Regions from separate parts of the Rattus norvegicus genome. Here all the other regions are linked to region 1. Evidence: chromatin contacts called from public Hi-C data. All regions are on one chromosome and are shown on one strand. The core of a region is the stretch at or near the end of the contact, and the rest is flanking DNA. Distances in the headings are between cores, read along the strand shown.

What was found. A called contact is a pair of places that touch in the nucleus more often than the background predicts.
Region 2: a contact with region 1 is called in a Hi-C map of kidney, with 5 times the contacts expected there. The contact joins the enhancer-like site here to the promoter of Map4k5 in region 1. A contact is called at or near these places in 9 of 12 Hi-C or Micro-C datasets (the A7r5 cell line, Schwann cells, frontal cortex and 4 more) and 1 of 1 datasets of contacts at active chromatin or transcription factors (oligodendrocytes).
Region 3: a contact with region 1 is called in a Hi-C map of prefrontal cortex, with 2.7 times the contacts expected there. The contact joins the promoter of Dmac2l here to the promoter of Map4k5 in region 1. A contact is called at or near these places in 9 of 12 Hi-C or Micro-C datasets (the A7r5 cell line, Schwann cells, frontal cortex and 4 more).

The regions. Positions count from the first base shown.
Region 1 is chr6:94,111,344-94,114,890 of GRCr8, reverse strand. Map4k5 (mitogen-activated protein kinase kinase kinase kinase 5) reads left to right here and starts at 1,948. Exons shown (of 32, transcript NM_001192016.2): 1 at 1,948-2,299. The coding sequence starts at 2,192. It overlaps Atl1 (atlastin GTPase 1), which reads right to left and starts at 1,667. Exons shown (of 15, transcript NM_001009831.2): 1 at 1,604-1,667.
Region 2 is chr6:93,961,085-93,964,796 of GRCr8, reverse strand. Cdkl1 (cyclin dependent kinase like 1) reads left to right here. Exons shown (of 9, transcript NM_001025121.1): 8 at 584-739; 9 at 2,725-3,508. The coding sequence ends at 2,832. Among named protein-coding and RNA genes, the nearest start is that of Dmac2l, 21 kb to the right of the region's middle. Within about 2 kb of position 2,411, at least 2 of the 93 cell types and tissues checked have an H3K27ac peak or open chromatin away from gene starts, as enhancers often do. A contact at or near this core is called in kidney, where this site is marked.
Region 3 is chr6:93,939,917-93,943,722 of GRCr8, reverse strand. It overlaps Dmac2l (distal membrane arm assembly component 2 like), which reads right to left and starts at 2,025. Exons shown (of 5, transcript NM_001007749.1): 1 at 1,715-2,025. It overlaps L2hgdh (L-2-hydroxyglutarate dehydrogenase), which reads left to right and starts at 2,189. Exons shown (of 10, transcript NM_001108028.1): 1 at 2,189-2,350. The coding sequence starts at 2,211.

The sequences.
Region 1 (3,547 bases), core at 699-3,198:
TTTTATCTTGTGTAAAACTAAGTATTTTGTCTGAGCTGTTGCAAACTCTCTACGGGATAATGCAGGTATAAATAAGAACAAATATAGGGGTTGGGGATTTAGCTCAGTGGTAGAGCGCTTGCTAGGCAAGGCCCTGGGTTCGGTCCCCAGCTCCGAAAAAAAGAAGAAAAAAAAAAAAAGAACAAATACAGCTCACACTAGACAAAGGATCAATGGTCCCTTTTTGACTCTAAACTTGGAAGGCTGTTCTCCCCTTACACAACACCCACCCTCCAAGTTGACTTGACTATCCTGGGGCCATTGTGGTGAAAGCCTTCAACCCATGAATGTTCCACAATGGCCCTAGTCGCAGAGTGGATAAGGTGGTTTTGACTACATGATCAACATAAATCCATGACAGTAAACAAGTACTAAGATACCAATAGAACAGTTGAAGAGATTTTGAGTCATCGAAGCCAAAAATATGTGCCCACCAAAACAAGTGCCAAGAAGCTTTGAAAGAAGGAACTGTTCTTCAACCTTTTTTTTTCAATGCAGCACACACACAGGCTTTGTCCCTGGAGCATGTAAGTCTGGGCTTACTTATGTTCCCTAAATAAGTGCTCTTTGTGTGTGGAACACAAGAAAATGCATATATTCTCTATTCTGTTAAGGTGTTACTTGGATTCTTTAGTTATTAGCTATAAGAAGTATATTTCTCAAAACAGAATTAGATTGTGTCTGGAGTCACGTGTCACCTGAAATTTGTTCTGTTGTAATTTTATCTATTTTTTCAATTTCTCCTAAATTTTTATTTAACTTTGTGTTTTGGCTGCATGTATGTCTGTACACCATATGCATACCTGGTGCCTACACAGGCTAGAAGAGAGTGCTAGACCTCCTCCAGCCCACTCTGGACCCCTGCTTAGAGTTAACAGAAGTGAGCTGCCATGCAGGTGTTGGCAATCAACCCAGGTCCTCTGAGGAACAGCCAGTGTTGTTAACCACTGAGCCATCTTTCCAGTCCTTATCTAGTTTTTCTACTGAAAATCTCTGCAGGACTCTAGAAATAACTTTACCTATATACATAAAATTGGTGACTTCATTTCTACGTTAAGAACAAGATTGGGACTCAAATCACAAAACAGACCAAAACATTAACCAAATCACTTCTCACAACTCCTGCCCAATATTCTGGGCATGGTTAGGCATCTTACAGTTTATAATCCTCTTTACAATGCTATAAAATGGTTTACAAACATCTCGGGTGTCAAATGCAAAACCTACCCTCTTCCAGGGACTGATAAGGACACTCAGATGTTGCCAAGGACGCTTTGTCCCAGATCACCTACTTTGGAACCAGACTCAGGCAAAGGTCCCTAGCTTGGCTTTAGCATCTCCAGAACTCCTAGTCCCATTAAAGATGCAATATTGTGGCGATGCCCAGAAACCACAGGAACTTCGTAGGAATTGGGGTTTTCAAAAATGTCTCGGGAAACCCCGGTCCAGCCTCAGAACTGGTACCACCGGGAACAGTGTGTGGAACAGGACGGTGCAGTCGGGTGTGCCGGCGTTTAGTTAACCCGGCACTCCCCCACCTCCTGCCCGGACGGACTCAGTTTACCTTGACTGAATGGAAGTAGGAGGCACCGCTTCCGAGGCCTGCGCACAGGCCCTCCTCCTCTAGTCCTGCCGGCAACTGGACGAATCCTGGCCGTGCCTGGGCGGGTCAGACGCCGCACGAATGCCTTGGGCGCCCCGCAAGCAGCTAGGAGGCGGGGCCGGCGGCGGCGAGGGTGTCGTGCACTCGGCGGGCCTCAGGGCGGCACTCTGGGCCCGCGGCCTGCGCTCTCGGGCGGGCCGGGCTCGATCCGCGCCGGCCGCGAACGTGTCTCCCGGTGACGCAGCCGCGGGTGGGGAACGTGGTGCGGCGGCAGCAGCGACTGTGCGCACGGCCGTCTCGGAGAAGACGCGGGTCTCCGACCCGGCGCTCAACAAGGAAGGAACAGCCTCTTCGGTACGGCCCGCGCGGGGCCTGGCGGGGCCAAGGAGGCCCGGAGGCTGCCGGGGTCGCGCCCCGTGACGCCCCCGCGCTCGCTCTCGCCGGTGCAGGCGCAGCTGCGGGCTGAGGCTCCATGTTGGGAAGCGCCGCGCACCCTCGTTAGCGGGATACGGGTGCCACAGGCAGAGCCCCGGGCTGGGCGCAGCGAAGATGGAGGCCCCTCTGAGGCCTGCCGCCGACATCCTGAGACGGAACCCGCAGCACGACTACGAACTGGTGCAGAGGGTCGGCAGCGGCACCTACGGGGACGTGTACAAGGTGAGGCCCGGCCTGCAAGCTTGGGGCGTCCCCGGGATGCGCCGGACCACAGAGTCCGGCCAGGAAGTGGCCCGGACCCCGCGGCTGCGTTCCGAGCACCCTGGGTTCCCCATCGATTCTAACGCTACCGACCGGCAGACTTAACCGCACCTTCCAAACCACCGCTGAGCTTTTTTGTGGTTTTAAGGCGTACTTATGGTATTGAAGTTACTCTGAAGGATGTTCTGGTGTTAACGTGGAGAAAAAAAAAAATGCTCCGCGGAAGGCTGTAGATAGGAAAGAATATTGTAAATCTAGGCATTTGCACTCTAAATTATTGTTATGGGTGAACTTGACTTTAAAAATCTCTGTGGAACCGAGCTCTAAATTGTAACTCTAAGTAATCTGGTTCTGGAGTAAAAGGATTTGTGTGTAAACATGACGGCCTGTAGGAAGATGTCTTTGAGGACCCGGTGAGCTGGCTCTGGATATAAAGGCCCTTAGAGCCAAGCCTTAGGTCCCTAGAACGGTCCCCGGATTCTCCCGGTGGTGGAAGCAAGTTGTCGCCTGACCTCCACCCCCCTCCCCCCAAAAAAAAAAACCCCAGTAAATAAACAAAGTGTAATTAAGTTTAAACAAATTCAAAGAAAGATGTTTTTCACCTGGCAGAAGTTTAAGCATTTGTATCTGGTTGATAATAATGAGTATAGGGGTTGGGAATTTAGCTCAGTGGTAGAGCGCTTGCCTAGCAAACGCAAGGCCCTGGGTTCGGTCCCCAGCTCCGAAGAAAAAAAAAAAAAAAGATAATAATGAGTATGACTTAATGGGGTTTTCCGACTCCAGTAAATTCCTTTCTTTGGGATTTATAGTATTCCATAATCATGAGTGGATAATTGCTGCTATCCTTTTTACTGGTCTCTTATATTAAGACAAATAATAAATATGTAATCTGCCATTACACAACAACAACAACAAAAAAAACAACAATTTAAAAAAATGCCATAGCAAAGCAAACCAATTTCTTAAATCGGCTAAGTTTTTGAAGGGTTCAGAGGAAGACACTGTTCAATATTCCCTTGTGGCTTTTGTTCTTTGTTCCAAAGGGGCAGAGTTAGTGCAGTTCCTTATGGGTATTAAGAAAAAAGCGTATTTCCCTCTTGCAGCAGCTTGATATTTTGACCTATGTATCAGTACGTTCCAAACAGCAGTCTGCATCGAGCCCTAAGTGTCTCATGAGTAATCGCTTGATTCCACTGAAGTATGTTGATT
Region 2 (3,712 bases), core at 1,162-3,661, 150 kb after region 1:
GGCTAGGGAGACAGAGGATGCAGATGCTGTACAAAAGATGCTAATGCACAGACAGGGATATGTTCTCATGTGAATATGACTTGCAATAATTTATTGCATGTTTTATGAACCAGAGAAGACTTAAGACTCATAATGGAGAAATGGTAAATGTTTAAGGAAAAGAAAGCTAATTTTCTTGGCCTTTATACATTTGTATGCGTGTTATCTAATTATCACACTGCACCCCATAAACTTGTATACTTTCATATATATCAATTAAAAATGGTGGAAATCAGTGCAGGAGAGCTCAGCATTTTAGGAGCACTTGTTTTTGTAGAGGACTGGGGTTGGGTTCCCAGCACCCACATGACTCACAACCATCTCTAACTCCAGTTCCAGGGGATCCAATGCCTTCTTCTGACCTCTGTGAGCACCAGGCATGCGTGCAGTGTGCTTCCATACATGCAGGCAGAATACTCGTGCACAGAAATTTTAAACACCTCAGAAAAAAATTAAAAATAAATGAAAGTGCTTAGTCTTTCAAAGAAGTAAAATGTATGCTATGGCAACTTCAAAGGTGTAAAGGGATTTTCTGTGCTTTCAGGGCTGCCTCCACATGGACCCTGCTGAGAGGCTGACATGTGAACAGCTATTGCAGCATCCGTATTTTGACAGCATTCGAGACGTTGGGGAATTGGCAAGACCACATGACAAACCAACAAGGAAGACCCTGAGACAGAGTAGAAAGCACTTGACTGGGGTAAAACTGCCTTACAGTAACATGCAAGCTTACAGTTTCAAATGATCTCGTACCTGTTACCTGGTACTGAGCTGGGACCTGGGTTTAGTGACAACTGTGGCTTATCGTCCCAGAATCCTCAGTCCAGAAACAGGAGACAGGTCATCTGAATTATCAACCAGGGCCTCAGAGACATTTGCTTAAGGCTCTCCCCTGAGTCCTACCTAAAGTTGTCCTTACCATGCTTCTTGATGCTACACAGGAGCCAAGATGTCTGAAATACATGAACTTAGGCTGCAGGCTAGTATACCATGTGTGTTCAGCTGAACATGTTTCTCATACATTGGAGAACGAAATAAGATTAATCCAAAGTAGACCTTTGTCATGTTACCCCCAGTGTTAGCACTGAAGGTTTCTCCCCAAATGGAACTGTTTCCTTTCTGCATCGTCAGTTGGTGAAGACAAACACAGTGACAAGGGCCTGCAGGATGGCCCCTTTAACCACAGAACAGGATCCCGCTGCGTACTTGGATCAGTGAAGAGTCCTGACTGGTGTAGTGGTTACACAGCCCTAAATGGCAATAATAATCAAGACTCTAGTTGAACCATAGCTAAGATGGGTTGGCTGTTCTTGATCACTTTTGGATCCATGCAGAAACTTAAGCTTTGGTTTATCCTGCCTTTGTGTCTTAGTTACTCCTCTGTCATTTTGAAGAGATGCAATGACTAAGACCATTTACAAAAGAAAGCATTTAATCTGGGGCTTGTTTAGTTTCAGAGATGAGTGCATAACCATCATGGTTGGGAGTACGGCAGGCAGGCAGGCAGGCAGGCAGGGTGTGGAGCAGTAGCTGAGAGCTTACGTTTTATCCACAGGAAGCAGAGAGAGAGAGACTGGCTTGTGCTTCTGAGACAGTAAAGCCCACCCCCAGTGACATACCTGCTCCAACAAAGTCACACCTCTTCACCCTCCCAAACAGTTCTACCAACTAGAAAACAAGCATTCAAAGTCTATGAGCCTATGAGGGTCATCCTCATTCAAACTGCCAGAGTTAATCTTTCCTCTCTAGCCCCAGCTTCCTCAAATAAACACCTGGATGGTGTATGGGTGGTCCAGGCAGGAGAGAGATGGAGAAGGTATTAGGAATAAGTGCTTCCTCAATGTCAGGGCTCTGAGGTGGACCATGGTTATAAAACTGGGAGATGTTTTTTATTCTCTTAACATCTAAGACCCAGTGAGTAAATCAGGCTGAAGTCTCACTCTTTTCCCATTGCTGTGCTACTTCGTGCTCAGGAACAAAGAGACCAGCTGCAAACATTTCTACTGGAAAGAATAAAGAACCTCACTGTTTGCTGTGTTGGAATCCTGAAGGATTGGTAGACTTAAAAGAACTAAAGACTATCTTTTTTCCAAATTCCTTAGGCCCCATGGTACAAGTCAAAAAGTAATAAGCCTGTTCTTGTTTTTATTTGACCTTGACAATTGTTTTTCTGGAAGCTTGAAGGAAGTCTTTAAATTCTCATTTTCTGTCTCTGTCTCTCTGTCTCTGTTTCTCTCTCTCTCTCTCTCTCTCTCTCTCTCTCTCTCACACACACACACACACACACACACACACACGTGTTTTTCTTCTGAGGCGAGGGTTGGGGATTTAAGGTCTCCCACACATAAGCAAGCAGGTTATTAATTAATCCAAGGCACTGGTTGTGCTTTTCTTTGCTTTGCTCTGAGGCAGGCCTCACTATGTGGCCCAGGCTGCTTCCATTGAGATCTTACTGCTTTTGCTCCTGGAGTGCCACCATACCTGGCTTGGATTGTTTTTTTTAAAAATAAAACACACTTTTAAAAGATAGAAACCAAACGGAAACATTTCTCCCTCTCTCATGTTCTGGATTTAGATGGGAAACATTTATCACCAACATTATATTTTGTTTTGTGATGCAGTCATTCTAAGTGATAATGAAGGCCTGACTGAGGTTTGAACCTGATCTTGTGTCTGTGTGTGCAGTTGCAGCACCTGCCTCAGCTAACCAGCAGCAGCGTCCTCCCCGCTCTGGACAGGAAGAAGTACCACTGTGGTACCAGGAACTTTAACTACCACTTTCCAAATATTTAAGGAGCTGGCAGAGTAATGAAGAATTGATCAATAATTTGCAGAAATGTATACATTTGACTCCTGTCTTGACCACACATCAGGAGAAAACACGAACAGGAAGCTGGAGGTTATTTGCCAGGATATGAGGGAAATTCCGGATCCAGACTTCCATGCTTGGTGGAGATGTCCAGAGAAGAGAGCAGGAGCTTGGGACATCTCTGCATCTTCCTTTTCTAAGCAGCAGAGCTTATGGACAGAATATAAACTGTACCTAAGCCCGCAGCTGCAACATTAGATAATGTCAGAAGACCTGGGCTGCAGTTTGCTCTCTGCCACACGCAGAGAGTACATCAAGAAATGTCCTGGGTTGGGGATTTAGCTCAGTGGTAGAGCGCTTGCCTAGGAAGCGCAAGGCCCTGGGTTCGGTCCCCAGCTCCCAAAAAAAGAACCAAAAAAAGAGAAATGTCCTGGGGTTGGGGATTTAGCTCAGTGGTAGAGCGCTTGCCTAGGAAGCACAAGGCCCTGGGTTCAGTCCCCAGCTCCAGGAAAAAAAAGAAAAAAAAAAAAGAAAAAAAGAAATGTCCAGGGTTGGGGATTTGGCTCAGTGGTAGAGCGCTTACCTAGCAAGCACAAGGCCCTGGGTTCAATCCCCAGCTCCGGAAAAAAAAAAAAAAAAAGAAAGAAAGAAAGAAAGAAAGAAAGAAAGAAAGAAAGAAAGAAAGAAAGAAAGAAATGTCCTTATACATTTCTTTAGATGTGCTGCCTCGAGTCCTATCTCCTATGTTGTTTTCAAATCATATTTAAGTATGATTTTAGTCCCTGAAATCAAAATGTTTGTGATTCTATTTCTTGTTTGGTCTTTCTTAATTTTTATGGTTTAAGAATTTTTTTTTAGAATTAT
Region 3 (3,806 bases), core at 776-3,275, 170 kb after region 1:
TAGCACCAGGCACAAACATGGCATAAAAACATATGCAGGCAAAACACCCATATACATAAAAGTTATACTATATTCCATATTGTGATATTAATGGTAACATGGCATGTTGGGAAGAGACAAGAAAGGGGAGTTTGTGGTTTAACAGTGATGTGCTTGGGTTGAGTTGACAAGAGGTCAACTGTATTAGTTTTTGGTCAAATTGACAGTAGGTAGAATCATCTAGGAAGAGGGAATTTTAATTGAGAAAACTCTTCCATATGACAGGTAAGATTGTGGGGCACTTTCTTGGTTGATGATTCACTGTGGGTGGTGCCATCCCTGGGCAAGTGGTCTTGAGGTAGACAAGTAAACAAACTGGGCAAGCAGTAAGCAGCACTCCTCCACGGCCTCTACTTCAGTCCCTGCTCCCACTTCCCCTCACAATGGACTACAAGCTGTAAGTGAAACAAACCCTTTCCTTCTGAGTGGCTTTTGGTCATGATATTTACCACATCAAAAGCGAACTGTTTGAGAGCCCACAGTTACACTGAATTTAAGCTACAACCACCCATGCTATTTCTATGTGACGAAATGAATAAACAGGGAATGCTGTTTCTTCCCCGCCAATGAGACAAAGTATCTGGTACTGCTCATGAAATAAATCAATCGAAAATGATAAAAAGCTAATGGTTTGCCGAGCTCCACATCTGACGAATCTTCTCATAGGCACTATTATCTGCTCAAGGGCACTCCAGACAGAAGAGTGTCTGGGGGAAGATGAGCCTGAGCCACCTACTGGCTGGAACCAACCTTCAAACCGGCAAGGCCTTCAGCAACAGTTTGTCCCTAAAGATGAAGAACTACCATCAAGCACAGAATGCACTGGTATGGTGACAAAGAATCAGAGCTTCAGAGTTATAAGGCCTTTTAAGTGACAACATAGCTCTCATTTTTACAGTAGAGGAAACACAAGTAAGTGCCTTGCTCTGTGAGTGGCTGTCCTGAGGCAAGGACATTTAAAACCGTATCTTACTTAGTCCAGTGATTAGGGAAAGGTTGGGCCAGGAAACCAGCATGGGACTGACCTCTGCATGTATGTAACACTTGTGTTGCTTGGTTTTCAAGTGGGACAAGTGGATCTGTCTCTGACACTGTCGCCTGCCTCTGGGACCCTTTCCTCCTTCTGGGCCCACCTTGTCTAGCTTCTGTAGGAGAGAATGTGCCTAGTCTTATATGTGCAACTTCATATACCAGGGCTGGTTGATATCCATGGGAAGACTCCCTATTCTTAAGAGACTAGTGGATGGGTTCGGGGTGGGGTTGAGAGTGAAAGAAAGGACTGAGAGAAGGGAAGGATAACTGTGGCAGGGATGTAAAGTAAATTAATATATTTTTTAAAAGAAAGAAAATAAAAGTTTGGGGCTAGAGAGATGGTGCCATGGTTAAGACTGCTAACTGTTCTTACCTGAGGACCTATACGGCTCACAGTTGCTCAAAAACTTCCAGTTCCAGAGGATCCCTTACTCCCTTTCCTGGTCTCTACGAACTCCTGCACACAGCTGTTGCAATAAGCTCATATAGGCATATACATAAGTCAATAACAAAAACAAACAAACAAACAAACCACTAAATGATGACCATGATGACCGGGACCGAGCTGTCTACTTCCATCCAGCGCCTAGCTCAGGGCCTAATATTTACAGGCTGAGTCAGTGGTTAAATGAACGACACTAACCAGGAGACCCACGAAGAGCCCAGAAACCTGCGGGCTACCAGTCCGGTAGTGACAGGGAGCGGCAGGAGGTGGCTTAGCCCCCGGCTCCCGGGCCAGAGCGTTGCCAACTGACCAGGAGGCGTGGCCGAAGGAGAGGTCGCGGGAGCCAGAGGTGACCCCGCCACGCCCGGCCTTCTGTGGCGGAACGGCGCCGGCGTCCAGTCAAGCCTGTGCTGGCGGAGGCTCGGGAGAGTGGAACCACCACCCGGTCCCTGCCTCCGCCCTCGTTCCTCTACTCACGGCGTGCGGCGTCCCTGCGTCGAGCCGGCCCGTCGCCCTCTACCTTTTCCCTCCACCGCGCTCGCCCATTGGCCAGCGGAGGCCACGCCCACGTTGTGCCAAAGCACTGTTTCATTGGCTCTCGCTTGGGGGCGGGGCTGAAGAGCGGCGCGCTGCACCCTTAGAGTCCGTTCAGGCTGCCACTGCTAAGGTTGAGGAAGAGGAGGCGGTGTAGACCATGTGGCCGACTCTGCGTTATGTGGGAGGTGTCTGCGGACGGATTGGGTGCAGCGTTGCTGGGGGCTTCCTCCGCGCTAGCGGGCCGGTGTCCGGGGTGCTCGGGCTACTCTGCAGGGGTGGTCGCAGCTCCAGTACCAGGTAGGTGAGAGGCGGCGGCCTGCACTCGCTGCTCCCCTCAGAGGTGTCTCCAACTGAACCTGTGTCCCTCCTCGATGTCTCTGTCCACAGCGACGAAGTCTTGATTCTGTGCTCCAGCCTCGAATTCCAGAAGCTGCTGACCTGCAGGGTTCGTCCACAGTGTTTGTGGGACATAGGAAAGGCAGTGTTGAGTGGAAGTCAGGAGCCAATCTGGCTCCGAATACATATCTATCTCCTCTATTTCTTAACCACTGTGGGTGAGTGGTGAATAGGATCCTAGTCTGGCCGCTAGGTGGTGGTTTTAAGGTTAAAAAGACCCAGCATACTGCAAATATAAGTATGCTGTTTCTTAGCTAGCATCCCGTGTTGCTTGGAAAATCCAGAACTTGGCTTCAGTGGGTCAAGTTCCTTGCACACATTAGAGTTGTCCTCATGAGAAGCAACTCAGTTGACCACCGTGGGCTGCCTTGGCAAATACAGTTTTCTGTGTGAAAGCTTTACAGGGGAAGTTTTTGATTGTTTGAGGCAAGGTGAGCTGTGCGAATGGATTTAGTGGCAGATAGAGGTGTGGAAAGACTCTGGAGAGGGGCGCCTTGCTTTTGTTTAAGCCACATCAAATTTTAGTCTAATGGTCATGCTAAATGGTAGTGGTTTGTTTTCCTTTGAAACTAGGTTTCCCTATTTAGCCCTGTAGATCAGGCAGACTCCAATGTCTCAAGCGATCAACCTGCCCCTCCTTTCCAAGCGCTGGAATTAAAGGCACATGCCACCCCACCTCTCCCAATCTTCCTCTCCCCTCCCCTCCCCTCCCCTCCCTTCTCCATCTTCCTCCCTTTTTCCCTTCCCCTTCATGCCTGTTTCTGACTGTCTTTCCACATAGGGCCTCTCTTTGTATCCTGGCTGTCTTGTCAACCAGGCTGGCCTTGAACTCAAAGATTTTCCTGTGTCTTGTCTCCACCTTGCTGGGATTAAAGGTGTGTATCACCACTGCCTCCAGGGGAGATAGGGTCTCTTAAGGTGATTGGTTGGTCAGCAAGCACGAGGGATCTGCCTGTCTCCCTGCCCTGACCCCAAGGTTACATGGGTTGAACAATGCCTTTACATAAAGGTGCTTTCTATACAAACTCAGGTCCTCATGTGTATGTACACCAAGCACTTTACCAATTAACCATTTTCCTATCCCAATTTTTTTTCTTTTTTCTTTTTTTTTTCAGAGCTGGGGACCGAACCCAGGGCCTTGCGCTTACTAGGCAAGAGCTCTTCCACTGAGCCAAATCCCCAACCCCCCCAATTTTTTAAATACTGATTATTTTGAAACAATTGTAGACCCTTAGAAAGTTGCAAAAATTATAATAGGTTTATGTCGCCTTCCTCCTGTCCCACCATTCACCCTAGTGTTAGCATGATACAACAGCCAAGTCAGAAAACTAATATTAATGCATACATGTTCATGTTT